Linked DNA regions of Mus musculus: region 1 is linked to region 2. The links are chromatin contacts, called in public promoter capture Hi-C maps. All regions are on one chromosome and are shown on one strand. The core of a region is the stretch at or near the end of the contact, and the rest is flanking DNA. Distances in the headings are between cores, read along the strand shown.

Region 1 (6,917 bases), core at 531-3,030, 2.3 Mb before region 2:
CTCCCTGGCTCACACCCTTCAGGCAATCAACAACAAAGCCCTATGCTGGTTTCTCACGCCTGAGATCCTATCACACACATGTGGGTGAGTGGGTGAGTGTGTGTAAGTGTGGGTGCAACCTCTGTGTGTCTGTCTAAATTTGCATGTGTCCACCCATGTGAATAAATCCCTCAGCACAGTGGCACCAAAATTCCAAAGGCCAGAAGCCTCTCTGAACTGTTTCAGAGATTTTGTTTTTTCTTCCTAACCTTTAAGTTTACACTGTGAATTTATGGAAAGGAAACCAACTGCATAGGGATCGTATTTTGTTCCTCAACTAAAAAAGTGCATCTAACCAATACACCAAAAATTAAGTACTGCCTGCATTGCAATTTTCCCTCAAATTCTTTGCTGCCCTCCCTCAACATTGAGTTTCACCCCTGACTGAATAGGTTTACAATTTTTGTAACACCAGGGGACTGTATGTGCCTCTAGACTGTGTTAGTGACCTGTGCCGGTGTTCCCTGTGGGTTCATGTCAAGTGGCGTAAGTGTGAGCTCTCTTGTCTGGGCCAGCCACACTCGGGCTGTTTGTTTGTCCAAGTTCAATTTCTTCCCAGTAGCAGTCTTAGTAGGTTTCACTGAGCCCACAGACAAGGCTGACCTTTTCCCGCCGCTGATGACTAGTAGCCACTCGGCTCAGGTGCTCCCCGGGTAAATCCCTGTTGGTGAGGGTTCAATGGAAACCTAAGCCCTCCAAAGGTCCTGCTGGAGGTGGGGGTGGGGTGGGTCCGAGAAGGTTTACAACAGACACACACACACCTCTTGTGTTGCTGGCACTTGAAAAACCATAAACAATGACAGGCCCCCCTGCCTCTCCACCCCCGCAGCCATCCCCTGACAAAGCGGGGTGCACACAATCACGCTTACTGTTAACTACAACGGGTTCCCAACCAGTGCAGCCCCCAACCCGAGGAGCTTCGCTTCACCCGCCCAAGCGCCCAGTCCCGCAGCCCCCCCGCCTTGATGCTGAGTCGCCCACATTTCCTCGCCTTCCAGAGGTGCGAACCCCCGAGGGTCTCGTTCCTCTGCTTTGACTGTAGGCTATCCCTTCCAAATGGAAAGAAGAAAAAAAAAAAAACCCGAAAAACAAAAAACAACCCACGGCCGAACTGCTGCTTTCGGGAGTCGGTGCTGAGTCCTGATGCTAGCAGTTTCCCCAAAGAGGGCTGCGGAGCCGGCTCGAGCCTAGAGTCTCCTTGGACGTGTGCTCAGCCCACGGCCCCACACTGCGGGGCTCCCCGGTAGCGCGCGGGACCCCGACGCCGCTCACCTTCCAGCGCCCAGCAGCCGGCGGGAAGCAGCAGCGGCAGCAGCAGCGGAGCGAGCAGCGGCAGAAGCCCCGGCGGCGGGCGGGCTCCGGCCATAGCCCGGGGCGCTCGGTTGGGGGGCCGAGCCGGGCCGCGCCGGCGGGGCTGGGGACGCCCGAGGAAGAAGGCTCGCGCACAGTCCAAGAGATCCCGTCAGGGAGGGGGAGCAAAGCAGACGGGCTGCTCTGTAACCGAGGTGTCGCCCAACCCGGGACTCCGGGTAGATGCCGGCAGGTCGTTCCCGCGGGAATCTGGACGGACCGGTCCAGGAGGATCCGGGGCGCTGGGTGGCTTGATGCCCAATGACTCGGGAAGCGGAGGGCGCAGGTGGTCGCAGGTTCTCGGGGCACAGTCCACTGAGGCCGAGCTCAGATCCCGGGATCCTTGTGCGCTCGCCGTCCGGGGTAGGAGCCGGTATCTGGCTGCGCCGCTCACGTACTCACTTCTGCTGGTCCTCGCGGTGGAGCGGCCGCTCTGGGCGAGAGGGGCAGGGCTACCTGCCTGCCCGTCAACACTCAGGCCACGCCCCCAGAGGCCGGCCGCCCACTCACAGACCGCCCAGCCAGCTGGTTCTGCTGCGAGAGCACTCTGCTGGAGTTCAGTTGGCCGCTCTTCCACCGAGCCCACCCTCGGCGTCCTGGGGCTTGCAGCAGGAGGAGCCATTGAAAAGATGAATTAGACTGGGCGGAGCCACACTGTCAGTCAATCGGGTAACCCCGCCCCTCTCTCCTATTGGCGATTAGTAACCAGCTCCAGTCCTAGACGGTGATAACCAGATAGAACGAGCTGGGGGCGCCCCCCTGTGGTTAGCAGACCCATGGGATTCTGTCAAGAGGCTTTTTTTCTTCCAAGCACATCCAGACCCAGGACAGGCCTTAGCGAGTAGGGAAAGGAATGTGGGGCGTGGGAATTACCCACCCCGGCAGAGCCCGCTTCAAGGGACGCTCAAGGGTTTATTTATTCGTCTATTCGATTGTGATAATTTATTAGAAAATATTTTTTGGGCACCCACAATGTTTCAAAGTGGCTAGAGCAGAGAAGCGTTTATTATCCCGGAGCCATGTGTTAACTGGTGGAGGTGGGTTTAAAACTCACAGCGGGGCTAACAAGCATTCCTGCCGGGAAAGAACCTACCTTTTCGAAGCACAATGTTAGGTCTAAGGAAACGGGATCTAAGTGACAGTATACAAGATGGATGAGTAATAGTGTATTGAGGATGGGAGGCAGTGCTCCGGGCAGAGAACATACACTTTTGTGTTAAGACCTAGAATCGAAGAAAAAAAATGTTCAGAATAAAGTTCAGAATCGCTTGAGTGCAGAGTTAGAGCGGAGAGAGGGTGAACCGGCTGAGGAGAAGTAGATGAGGAGGGGCCCGGAGGATACGATTTTGGACTCACAATGTAGCCTTTCTCTTGAAACAGGGGGACATTACATTATCAGATTGGCATGTCTGTCCTGGGAGGATGACAGGCAGAGACAGTGGTGGAATCCTGGGGGCTAGTGAAGGGGCCATGTAGTGGAAGGGAGGGTGGTGGCTTAGACCATGACTAGAAGGAAGAGCCAACAAGTTAAGTTTGAAGTGTATTTGTGCCTAGGTGAATGAGAGAGGTGCCGGGGTCGGAAACATCAAAGAGAGCCTCTAGGTTACTGTGATGGACTTCTGCCGGTTCACTTTTAGAACATTTACAAGGTGTAATAAACACCCTGAAACAATACCTCACACTTATTCAGGGTAGGTGTTATTATAGCCTCATTTTACAGACAAAACTGAAGAAAGAAAGTAAAAGAAAATACATAGACAAACTGGCGTGTACAAAGGCTTGGCAGCTTGCCCCAAGTTACAGGAGCTGAACCCAGGACAGTGTAGTTACAGACACTCTGCTTTATTAAAGAACTAAGGAGCACCTTAGCATGTGTTCAGAACCTCAAGCTGTCCCTTCCCACCTCACATGCTAGGATTCAGAGTATCTGCAATGTGGAGCTCAGGATTCTGTATTCTAACAAGTAGGTGGTTCTGATGTGTACTGAATTCTAAAGTCGTGACCACCATGCATCCTCTCATGGGCCTAAGGGGTGACCATCACTCCATGGTCCCTCAGAGCCTTCCGTACCTCCCCCCATGGTTTCTGGGCCAAAGAAGGAGAGTTGAGTTAGAGATGGGCTCAGAAACACGATAGACAGACTGACTTGTCCCTCTGATCAGGAAGCACCCTTAAGACTCCAGTTCAGACAAACCAAAGCAGGGTGGGGTAAGGTCATGGGTCCAGAGCCTAAGGGTATTGCTTTGAAAGAGCTTTGTCTCTCTGGGCAAGGCTGAGGTGGGTGTGGATGCATGAAGCTGGGGTGGGGGTTGCCTTATTCAGAGGCTCTGACCTATTGAGTTCTAAAAGCTTACAGAAAGCTCTAGTCCACCGGAGGTATCTTAGAAACCGTCATATCCAGTTCTCAGTTGTGGGACTGGAGATCCCAAGATGGAGAGCAGGGACTGCTTGCCCTATAGCCCTGGAGATCTGGTTGATGTTGACCATTGTGATTTTTAGCAGGTGGCCTGGGGGTAACACATCCCAATTAAAGCCTTGCTTATTGTAAGGCAGATCTGTGAGGCTGGCACTCCTGTTTACTCAACATCTGTGCCAGGCTTGGCCTCACCCTAGACAAACAGCCCACCAGGCGGCAGGCACCAAGCTCCTTTGTTCTTGGGTATGATAGCAAAAGCAGGTAATGGGGGCCTGTCCTCACCGGATGTTGGCACCATGGTTCCCACGGGAATGCTTCCTGACCTTAGATGTTGACAGACTGGAAAGCATCAAAGTTCTGATGGCAGCAGCAGCCAGTGGCAAAGGCTGATGAGCTGGCAACAAAGGGTTGGAGATGGGGGCAGATGGACATACTGGGACTGGAAATCAATATGCAGAAGGTCCCTCTTTCTCATGTTTCCAAGTTGAGATGCTGAGCAACCCAGCAACTGGGCTCTGGCCTAGGACTTTGAAGGGAAGAGGAAGAGCTCTGCTATGCTAAAACCATTTCTCTGACCACATCATTGTTTGCCGGGTTTGATTTTAGGAGAAAGCTTGATGCTCAGAAGCAACTTGGCAGGCCTGTGCATTCAGCAGCTGTGGGGTCTATAATAAGATGCTGAACTTTCTGAGCCCAAGAATCCATGTGAGGATAAGTGGGTGAAGGTCTTCTCTCCCTCTTGGGCTACTGTGATACTTTCACTAAGGAACCAAAAAAGCGGGGGCCCCCTCTGATAATGAATGCCCGGCTTCCAATTCTTTCTGCAGTGTCTGCAGACAATTAGAGGAATGTGTGCAACAGTTAATGACTCCAGGTTTCCTTTAAAGAGATAAGAAAGCTTCTGGCCCTGACTTGAGTTAGGGTGAAACAAAGAAAGAGAACTTGGGGCAGGAAGAAGTGGTGGGATTTGTTCAAGAAATGCTTCAGAGACGAGGAGCCCAGTGGGGAAACTGGTGTGAGAGCTGCTGTAGACGAGCCTGCAGTTGTACCAGATTGGTCCAACAATAGGGTAGACAGAGCCTTATTTAGTTAGGAGAAAAGGGAAGAACTTGGAGGTGAGGTTGATGCAGGAAGAGGATTGGAGATGGGGTGGGTGGGGACTGGTTTTTTGGGGGCAGGGAGTAGGGGTTTGTTTTGTATATACTGGCTGAATGTGGGAGGTCTGTCAGACACCCAATCCCACCTCCTCTACTGACCCCATTCCCTAGTCTTTGAACAGCCAACTCTGGTCTCCCTGGTAGTTAGTAGTCCTGCCTCAGGATTCTGACATTACTGTTCTCTCTGCCTGGTGCCCCTTCCTTCAGCTCTTCTCCAGAGCACTTCCATCTTAGCATTTGGATATCACCTTAAATGTCACCTGTCTGGCCCCTTGGGTTTTCTCCTCCTTTTCCACACCATGACTGTCTAGTCTATGACGTGATCTGTACTGGTTAAAACTACATTATTAATCATCAGTTTACACATATATTGTCTCCCCTGATAGAACAGAGCATAAGAACTTGTATTTGTCACTGATCTTCCAATGAAGACCAGTGTTCTTCATGAAGTACCTGCTCATTAACAACTTGCTAAATGATCAGTATATATGCAAGCACCAGGTAGTTTTAGCCATTTCTCTGGCCCAAACTGGAGGCAGACATTATTAATCAATCCCAGACTATTTTATCCATGTGATATTCCATACAGCTATTGCCAGTCTGCAGAAAACTGGCACATAAAGTTATAACCATCTACTATTCCTTCTTGCTTCTTGCACAGCTTTGCGTGAGTCTTTTGAAAGCTCAGTAGTCTCCATCCAATGTCTAATACAAGATGTAGGGATAACGTTTTCACCTCTCCTATTTACCTGGATCCCAGTCTAGACATTACTGTGTCTAAACAAGCATTATATCCAAGATGGGAGGCAGGCTGTAGTCTAATCATCCTCTTGAGTCACATCCACTTCCGGACTTTTCTGCTTTTCTGTTTTATCAACAACTCTCCTAAAGGAAAGGCCGAAGGGACTTTGATATGTAGTTCAAAAATCCCCTTATTTTTAGATAAGGAAAGAAAGTCAATGGAGCCACAAAGCCAACAGCACTTACCTGAGCTGCAGACCTGTCAATCAACTCCTCCTTCATATGGGACTAAGAAGAGAGGGCTGTTGCTCTAGTATACTCTAAGCGCTAGTAGGCAAACATTCTAGCTTCCTTGAAGGCTCAGAGCAGCTGGCCGTGGCTATTCCTAGTTTTTTTTCTCTCACTTCCTAATCATCCTTTCATAGGGTGAGAAAGGTGCAGCCCCTCCATCCACAGTAGCCTTTGGAAATCGTCTTGAGCTGTTATTCCAATGCCTGCTAAGGCCTCTTGGCAGCTTCTTGCCTTTCTCCCCTTCCCACCCAACCTGCCCGACCCTCACTGTTCTCTTGATGTTATTCTGCAGTGTTCCTTCTGAAGCTAGAGCTCCAGTTAGGCTTCCCTTGAGGAAAGGTAAAGGAGGAAATGGTGTGCTTGCGTATTGACAAAACCCTCTGTGCTCTTGGATAGAGGATCTTTAAACATCTTCCCGAGAGGGGACCGCTTTTGGGACCTTTGAGTCTGCCTGCACAGTTTGCAAGTGGTCTCTTTGTGTAGAGGAGTTCATTTTTCCCCCCTAGGAGCTATTTGAAGAAATATTGATGTTTGAAGGAACAGAAAGGCAGATCCTTGCTCAGAAGGACAGGGAGAACCCAGGGGGTCTCAAAGGTGCTAATTAAGGACCAATACCCACAGCCATTTGAGAAAGTTAAGAACTGGGAAAGACTCTTGGGCTTTTATGTTTAATTAGGAAGTAGGGAGAGCCAGGGCCTAGAGGGACTTTTTTAGAAAGACAGATTTTAGCATGATATTTAACGTTCAACCAGCTTATTGAACAGTTATCATGAGCCAGGTACAGAACTGCAACTATGAACCAGTAGACAAAGGAGTTTGTGTCAGGGGAGTGGGACGGGAGCGGAGGGAGAATGTGAGCGTTACGAGATAGGCATGGAACACCAGAGGAAAGAGGTTTAGACAGGGCGCCTGACCCAGTTGTC
Region 2 (6,662 bases), core at 1,751-4,250:
AAAAATGGCAATCATGCTGGGGCTGAGATATCCTTTCTGAGAGGTTTCTCTAGTACTGGGCCAAAATCTGAAGACCAACAAACACCTCTCTTTCTGCTTTTAACTCTTCTAGTTGCCTACCTTGCCTTGTTCTCTTTTCCTCCCCTCTCTGAACTCTCAGACCCCAAGAGTTCATGCTGTATATATAAGGAGACAGGAAATGCTGAGTGAGAAAGCCAGGAAGTACGATCCCCTCCAGTGCAGTAGGGCTTCTATTTATTCATCCAAAGGAAACTTGACTCTACCAGCTACTACTCTTCAGGACCTGGCTAGGAAGCCACTCCCCACCTCTCATTACCATCATCTTTAAAGGCATGCTTGGCAGTGACATGTAATAACACCATCTCCAAGGTAAAGGCAATATAGAGAAAGAGGGTGCCTTTAAATTAAAAAAAAAAAAAAGAGAAGTTTGCTTAAGTCTCAACATCTTTTATCATGAATAATCATCACTTAGATTTTTTTACTTAAAAAAATTTTCATGCCAGGTGGTGGTGGTGCATGCCTTTAATCCTAGGACTTGGGAGGCAGAGGCAGGTTGATCTCTGAGTTCGAGGCCAGCCTGGTCTACAGAGTGAGTTCCAGGACAGCCAGGGCTATACAGAGAAACCCTGGCTCAAAAAAAAACAAAAAACAAAAAAACAAAAACAAAAAAAATTTTTTCATACAGTATGGTTCTATCATATTCTTTCCCCTCCCCATCACCTAGATTTCAAATGAACTTTGAACCTTCTTGCCTCCAAACTTGTGTGTGTGTGTGTGTGTGTGTGTGTGTGTGTGTGTTTTCGAGACTGGGTTTCTCTGTGTAGCCCGGGCTGTCCTGGAACTCACTCTGTAAACCAGGCTGGCCTTGAACTCAGAGATCCGCCTGCCTCTGCCTCCTGAGTGCTGGGATTAAAGGTGTGCTCCACCACTGCTCGGACTAGGCTCCAAACTTTAAAATCTGTTCTTAGCTGAACTTCAGAATCATACTGTTTAATGTAGAGAGCATGTCGTACCCAGTCTACGTCTACGATCTTCCTTGTGAACGCCCCCTCCCCCTCCAAAAAAAAAAAAAAAAAAAAAAAAAAAGTTCGGCTGTGAATAAAAAGCACCCAGGACCAATTTTTTTTTAAATTTGGCCACGTGGATTTTTAAAAAGAGAAAAATGCATCTACTTGCCTTCTTTTACGCGGGCGCGCGCACACACACACAAAAACACACACACAACTGTAGCTCCCTCTAGATGCAATACAAAGTAGAAAGGAGGAAAGACCCTTCCTCTTTCAGCAGAGCTTGGCTGCTTCCTCGTGCTTCCTTCGGGTCCTTCCAGAGACTCAAGTACTAGCTGGGGGGAAAGGCTCTAGCTCTTCCTCACTCGCTCGGCAGAGAGCAAACAACCTCCTGCAGTAGTTCTCGACAAAACTGGATGCCACCGGCTGCTTTCTCCACCAGGGTGTAGGAATCTGCTATTTGAAGTCACTATCACGGATCCAAAGTCGCTTGTCTCCTGTGCACCACTGGCCCCAATCTTAGTCATCTGAAGCCCCAATCCTTACATTAAACGTGGTTCTTTCGTGGTCCTCCGTAGGACCTGAGCCCAGGCCCTTCCCATTCCAGGATCGCAATAGCCCGAGTGGGGGCACTGTCACAAACTCCAGGCCTCAGAAAGGGCAATACAGCCAGTAAGTATCTCATGCAGATTCACCGAGCCGCTGAAAGGCCACAAGGGGGATGTCGCCCCAGTTTCATACTCACAACCATCTGAGCACATACTGGATGGTGAAGCCGGATGGCAGCACCAGGTCGGTACCCAAGCCGGCTCACCAGAGCCAGGCATCCCAGATTAAGGGTGGGCGGCGCAGGACACAGCGCCATTGCCTGAGGCAAAGGCGGACTTCGCTGCAACCAGCCCGAAGCACGTGCCCGGGCTCGCCGGTGTCCCAGAGCCGGGGACAAAGTCTGCTCCTGCCCGTTCTGCAGCTCCAGCACCCGGCACCAGCGTCTGGACAAGGTGGGCAGGACTTGAGCACCGCCGCAAGCCAATCCCAGACCCCACCCCGATGCAGGTTCGGCCGCCCACGACTCCTGCGTGCACTCACCATTGTGGTTGACCCAGGTTGGCTTCAAGAGCTTCATTGTTCGGCCGCTGCCGGGCTGAAGCCAGAGCCGTGTCCCTCAGCACGCCTGGGCCATGGAGCTGCCGCAGCTTCCTCCCGCGCCGCCCGCCCTCCGGCCGCCGCCCACCCTTGCCCTCAGCGCCGCCGCGCCATCGCCGGCCCGTGCCCCCAGCCGCCGCCACAGCCGCCTCCTGCGCTCGGCCGCCGCCGCCGCCGCCACAGCCGCATCCCCTGCGCCGCTCCTCCTCCGGCGGCTCCCGGGCAACGCCGGAAGTCACGGCGCGCACCTGCCAAATCGCCCCGGCGGGAAACCGCTCCCTACGCGGACCGGGCCGCCTCGGTTCTTCGGTAGACAGGGGGGGGAGGACGGGGATACTCCGCTGCCACTGATGTGGTCGCCGATGAGGGTCGGTGTGAGCAGGCTGGCAAAGCCTTGAGATCCCGCCCGGCGATGCAGAACCAGGGTGGTGTGCAGATCTCTAGTTCTACCTCCGCGGCTCCGAGTCCAGCTTAGTAACTAGCTTCCGCCATCCATCAATTCGCGCTATTGGGCATCTCGCGAGCGCCAGCCGGGCGGGCGCCAGCATGCATCTAGCGGCAGACGGCAGCGGGCCCTGAGCTCGATTGCATGCATAAAAGAACTAGGCTGGTGAAGGATAGGGGGCCAGACGGGCGCATTTATTAGAAGAGCGGGGCGTTTTCATAGATGTAAACACATAGGCCAGGCGGAGCAGAGAGCAGGAAAACACCGCAGCATCCACAGAAGGCGGGACGCCCGCAAAAGGGCGCGGCGAAGCCACCGTTGCTTGCCCGGGGCGGGGCTGCGTCGGGGGCGGGGCCAGCTGCGGGCCCGCCTCTCGGAATCCCAGACCCGCGAGTTCCGGGCCGAGGCCTGCCAGACCCGACCGGGTACCTCAGGTCGGACCGCCCAGGGGCGTGCTCCCGGAAGCTGCCCGCCAGCGGGTGGCGTGAAAAACTATGGCTACCGGGGTGATGCTGTGTGCTGCGCGGGCTCTGCGGCCTCGGAGCTGGTGAGTGTAGCCGCGGGTGGCAGAATACCCAGGGCGCGTGCGCGGGCTTTGCCCCGTAGCTGCTCGCTAGTGCTCGCAGATTATTTCTGGGCATGAGCCTACCGCATCTGTTGCGGATGAAAATCCGAACTGGAAGTGTACTCACTTAACAGGCTATTTGCCTAACAAGTGTGAAGCCTAAGTCGTGCTTAAGTGGTGGCCTACTCCTGCAACCCCAGCACTATGGAGGTGGAGGCTAGGTCAGAAAGTCAAGGTCGTAACAGCTGCATACAAACCTGGCTATATTACACCCCATTTTTAAAAAGAAGAAAAAGACGCCGGGCGTGGTGGAGCACGCCTTTAAACCCAGCACTTGGGAGGCAAAGGCAGGCGGATTTCTGAGTTCGAGGTCAGCCCAGTCTACAAAGGGAGTTCCAGGACAGCCAGGGCTTTACAGAGAAACTCTGTCTCAAAAAAACCCAAAAAAAAAAAAAAAAAAAAAAAAAGGAAGAAGAGCAATGTGTTTTTAAAAATCCAAGGATATGTTTTATAGAAGGGACGTATAGTACAGTGGGAGGGGGTACTTTACTCAGTGGTCCACACTGAAGCATCCCTCCTTCCTTCCTCGAGGTACCAGTCATATACTAGACAGGTCTAGTATAGAATAGAGTTTATTTGTGGGTATGGGAAGGGGAATTGAGAAGAGAGTAGAGGCAGAGAAAGAGAGGGGACAGAGAAGGGGAGAGAGAGAGAGACAGAAAGAAACAGAGAGACGGAAGAAGAAGGAGAAGAAGAAGAAGATCCTGCCAGAGCAAGTAAAGGCTCTGCCCCAGTGAGAAACAGAGTTCTGTAAATTCCTCACTTTGACCTTGCTGGCCTAATACAAATGAACTAGACATGGTGGAGCAGCTGAGGCAAGAAAATTGTCTCAAGTTGCAAGATAGCCCGAATTAGGGAGACTTTTGTCTGAAAAAAATACAAAATAGATACTTACAAACATCCTCCGGGTTTTAGGAAGACCTATAGTTATGTGTATGTGCCTTCTCTTTCCCCAGATCTTTATACATACCCTTCTCTCCTTCAGGATCCCTGGAACCTGCCAGGCACACGTCAGACACACCCACCAGAGAGCTTCCTTACTGGCCTTCTGGGATCTCATCCCCATGAGGTAAAATCCAGCATAACCCTTAGCTCTTGGGGTATGAGAAACACGTGTATGCATATGACCAAAACAAAGCAAGAGTGCCCAACCTTGGGTTAGCAAGCAGATTTCAGTCTGTGGAACTAATAGTTAAATTTAAGTGGATGCCTCTGTCCTTTGAAGGAGCTCTGTACTATGATAGCATAGCATATATGTATTGCTACTTGAGTAGTTTAAATAAGTAGCAGCTAGATTTAAGGAGTCTTATGTGTTTCAAAGGGCATATCTTAACTTCTGTATTTCCATAGGCCTTGCTCTTCCCTGCTCATTCTGATTCACTGAGTGGGAGAAAGGTTCAAAGACTAATAATAGTTACTCTAGGAACTTTGGATGCTTTCTTGGGGCTTTATTTAGTTTATTGCTAAAAGGTTTGCTTTAAGGGTTTTTTTTTTTTAATGTTTATGTTCCTGACATATGTATACACATGTGTTTGGGGTGCCCAAAGCCAGTCAGGGGTTATAGCTCTCCTAGTTACAAACAGTTGTGAGCCCCTGATGTGGGTTCTGGGAACCAAACTCCAGTGTTTAAGATCTGCAAGCACTCCTTGTAACTCCTAAGTCATCTCTCCAGCTTCAAATTTGATTATTCCTAATGCCACATTTAGCCTGGGAAGTGTGTTCCTAAAAGTAAATCAGATACTTGCCAAAGCTTTAGGACATGGCTAATTTTGTAATGTGTTATGTCTACATGCATGGTGCCCACAAAGGCCAGAAGAGGGTCCCAGATCCCTTGGAACCAGAATCAATGATGGTTGTAAGCTGCCATGTGAGTGCTGGGAACAAAACCTAGATCCTCGGCAAGAGCAGCAAGTGTTCTTAACCACGGAGCCCTCTCAACACCCCAGAAACTGATTTAAAAAAAAAAAAATCTGGCAGTCATTTTTACTGTCCTGTCTCTTTTAGTCTTGAAGCATTTTGTAAATCACAAATTCATTTCAAATGTGAATGAGCTTTTACTCCCTTAGTTCAGCACGTTCACTTCTCAGGGCAGCTTTAAGATACACCTGAATCACAGACTGGCACTTCCAAGCTAAGAATGTAGCTTGGTTTATTGGATCCTTGCCTAGCATGCACAAAGCCTTAAGTTAATCCCCAGCACCAGAATACTGGGAGTAGTAGAAAATAACTAGGCTGGAAGTCTGGAGGTAGAGACAGTAGGATCAGAGTTCAAGGACATCCTTGACAACATAGCCAGTTAAAGGCAAGCTAGGACTGTGTAAGAATAAAAGTTAAAAAAAAAAAAAAAGTTGGGCAGTGGTTGCACACCCCTTTAATATCAACACTTGGGAGGCAGAGACAGTTTGACAAGGCCAGCCTGGTCTACAGAGTGAGTTCAGGACAGCCAGGGCTACAGAGAAACCCTGTCTCAGAACCACCCACCCCACCCCACCAACAAAAAGAAAGAATCAACAGTTCCTCTTAGTAGATCCCTGTCCTTCCTGGAATTGATAGGACCCATACCGTCCTCGGGAAGACAGTGGACTAAGCTCGTGGAGTTAGGGCTGCGGACAGCTTTCTTGTTAGCATATAGCACAAGTATGAGATACTTTATTTAGCATCCTATCCGTCCTGAGGTTGAGTGCTTGTACCCACTAGAGCAGAACCTCTGCGGAAGAAGAAGAAGGTAGACCCCAGAAAGGATCAAGCAGCAAAGGATCGCTTGAAAAAGAGGATCCGAAAACTGGAAAAAGCCTCCCAAGAACTGATTCCTATTGAAGATTTTATTACCCCTGTGAGGTTCTTGGATAAATCAAGGTAAGAGTTCTCCTCTGGGAGACATCTTTAATGCAAAGGAGTTCCTCAAGTAGTTCTAACTGAAGTTCATGTCTGTGGTAGGAACAAGTGAGTAGGTTTGACTTGGCCCTGACCTGAATCCTTTTCATTTTGATTGTGCTTTTGGGGATTTTGGGGGGAGATTCTCAGGGAGTTTAGATCAGCTTTGCTCCAGGGTTCGTGTTATTTATTTCCATGAGCCTTGGCTCTGACCCTTGACATAGACCCTAGCTCTGTAGCCCTCATCCTATCAAAAGTGCACAGTTTATAAAACCGTACAAGTTGGGAAGCACCAGTGTTTTTCTAGTGTTCTAGGACTAAACAAGCTCTTGTCTCTAGTTGGTGTTTGTTTCATTTTTCTACTGTACCCCCAGCTCACCAAAAGGATAATTTGCCTGGGGCAGAAACAGTATAGTTCTCTCCAAGCAGGCAAGCAGGCTCCTTCTGCCGGAGGAAAGCAGCTGCTGCCATGTTCTATGCTGAGCGGTTTTTTTTTTTTCTTTTTTTTTGTAATATGTAATTGTGTGTTGGGAGTATGTTCATA

Evidence for each region. Capture Hi-C pulls out chosen DNA fragments and counts their contacts.
Region 1: a promoter capture Hi-C map of adipose tissue shows a contact between it and region 2, with 4 times the contacts expected there. The contact joins the promoter of Ephb3 here to the promoter of Mrpl40 in region 2.

Annotation. Positions count from the first base shown.
Region 1 is chr16:21,199,658-21,206,574 of GRCm38.p6, reverse strand. Ephb3 (Eph receptor B3) reads right to left here and starts at 1,780. Exons shown (of 16, transcript NM_010143.1): 1 at 1,312-1,780. The coding sequence starts at 1,405.
Region 2 is chr16:18,872,975-18,879,636 of GRCm38.p6, reverse strand. Mrpl40 (mitochondrial ribosomal protein L40) reads left to right here and starts at 3,000. Exons shown (of 4, transcript NM_010922.2): 1 at 3,000-3,166; 2 at 4,230-4,313; 3 at 5,942-6,100. The coding sequence starts at 3,114. It overlaps Hira (histone cell cycle regulator), which reads right to left and starts at 2,887. Exons shown (of 25, transcript NM_010435.2): 1 at 2,118-2,887. The coding sequence starts at 2,154.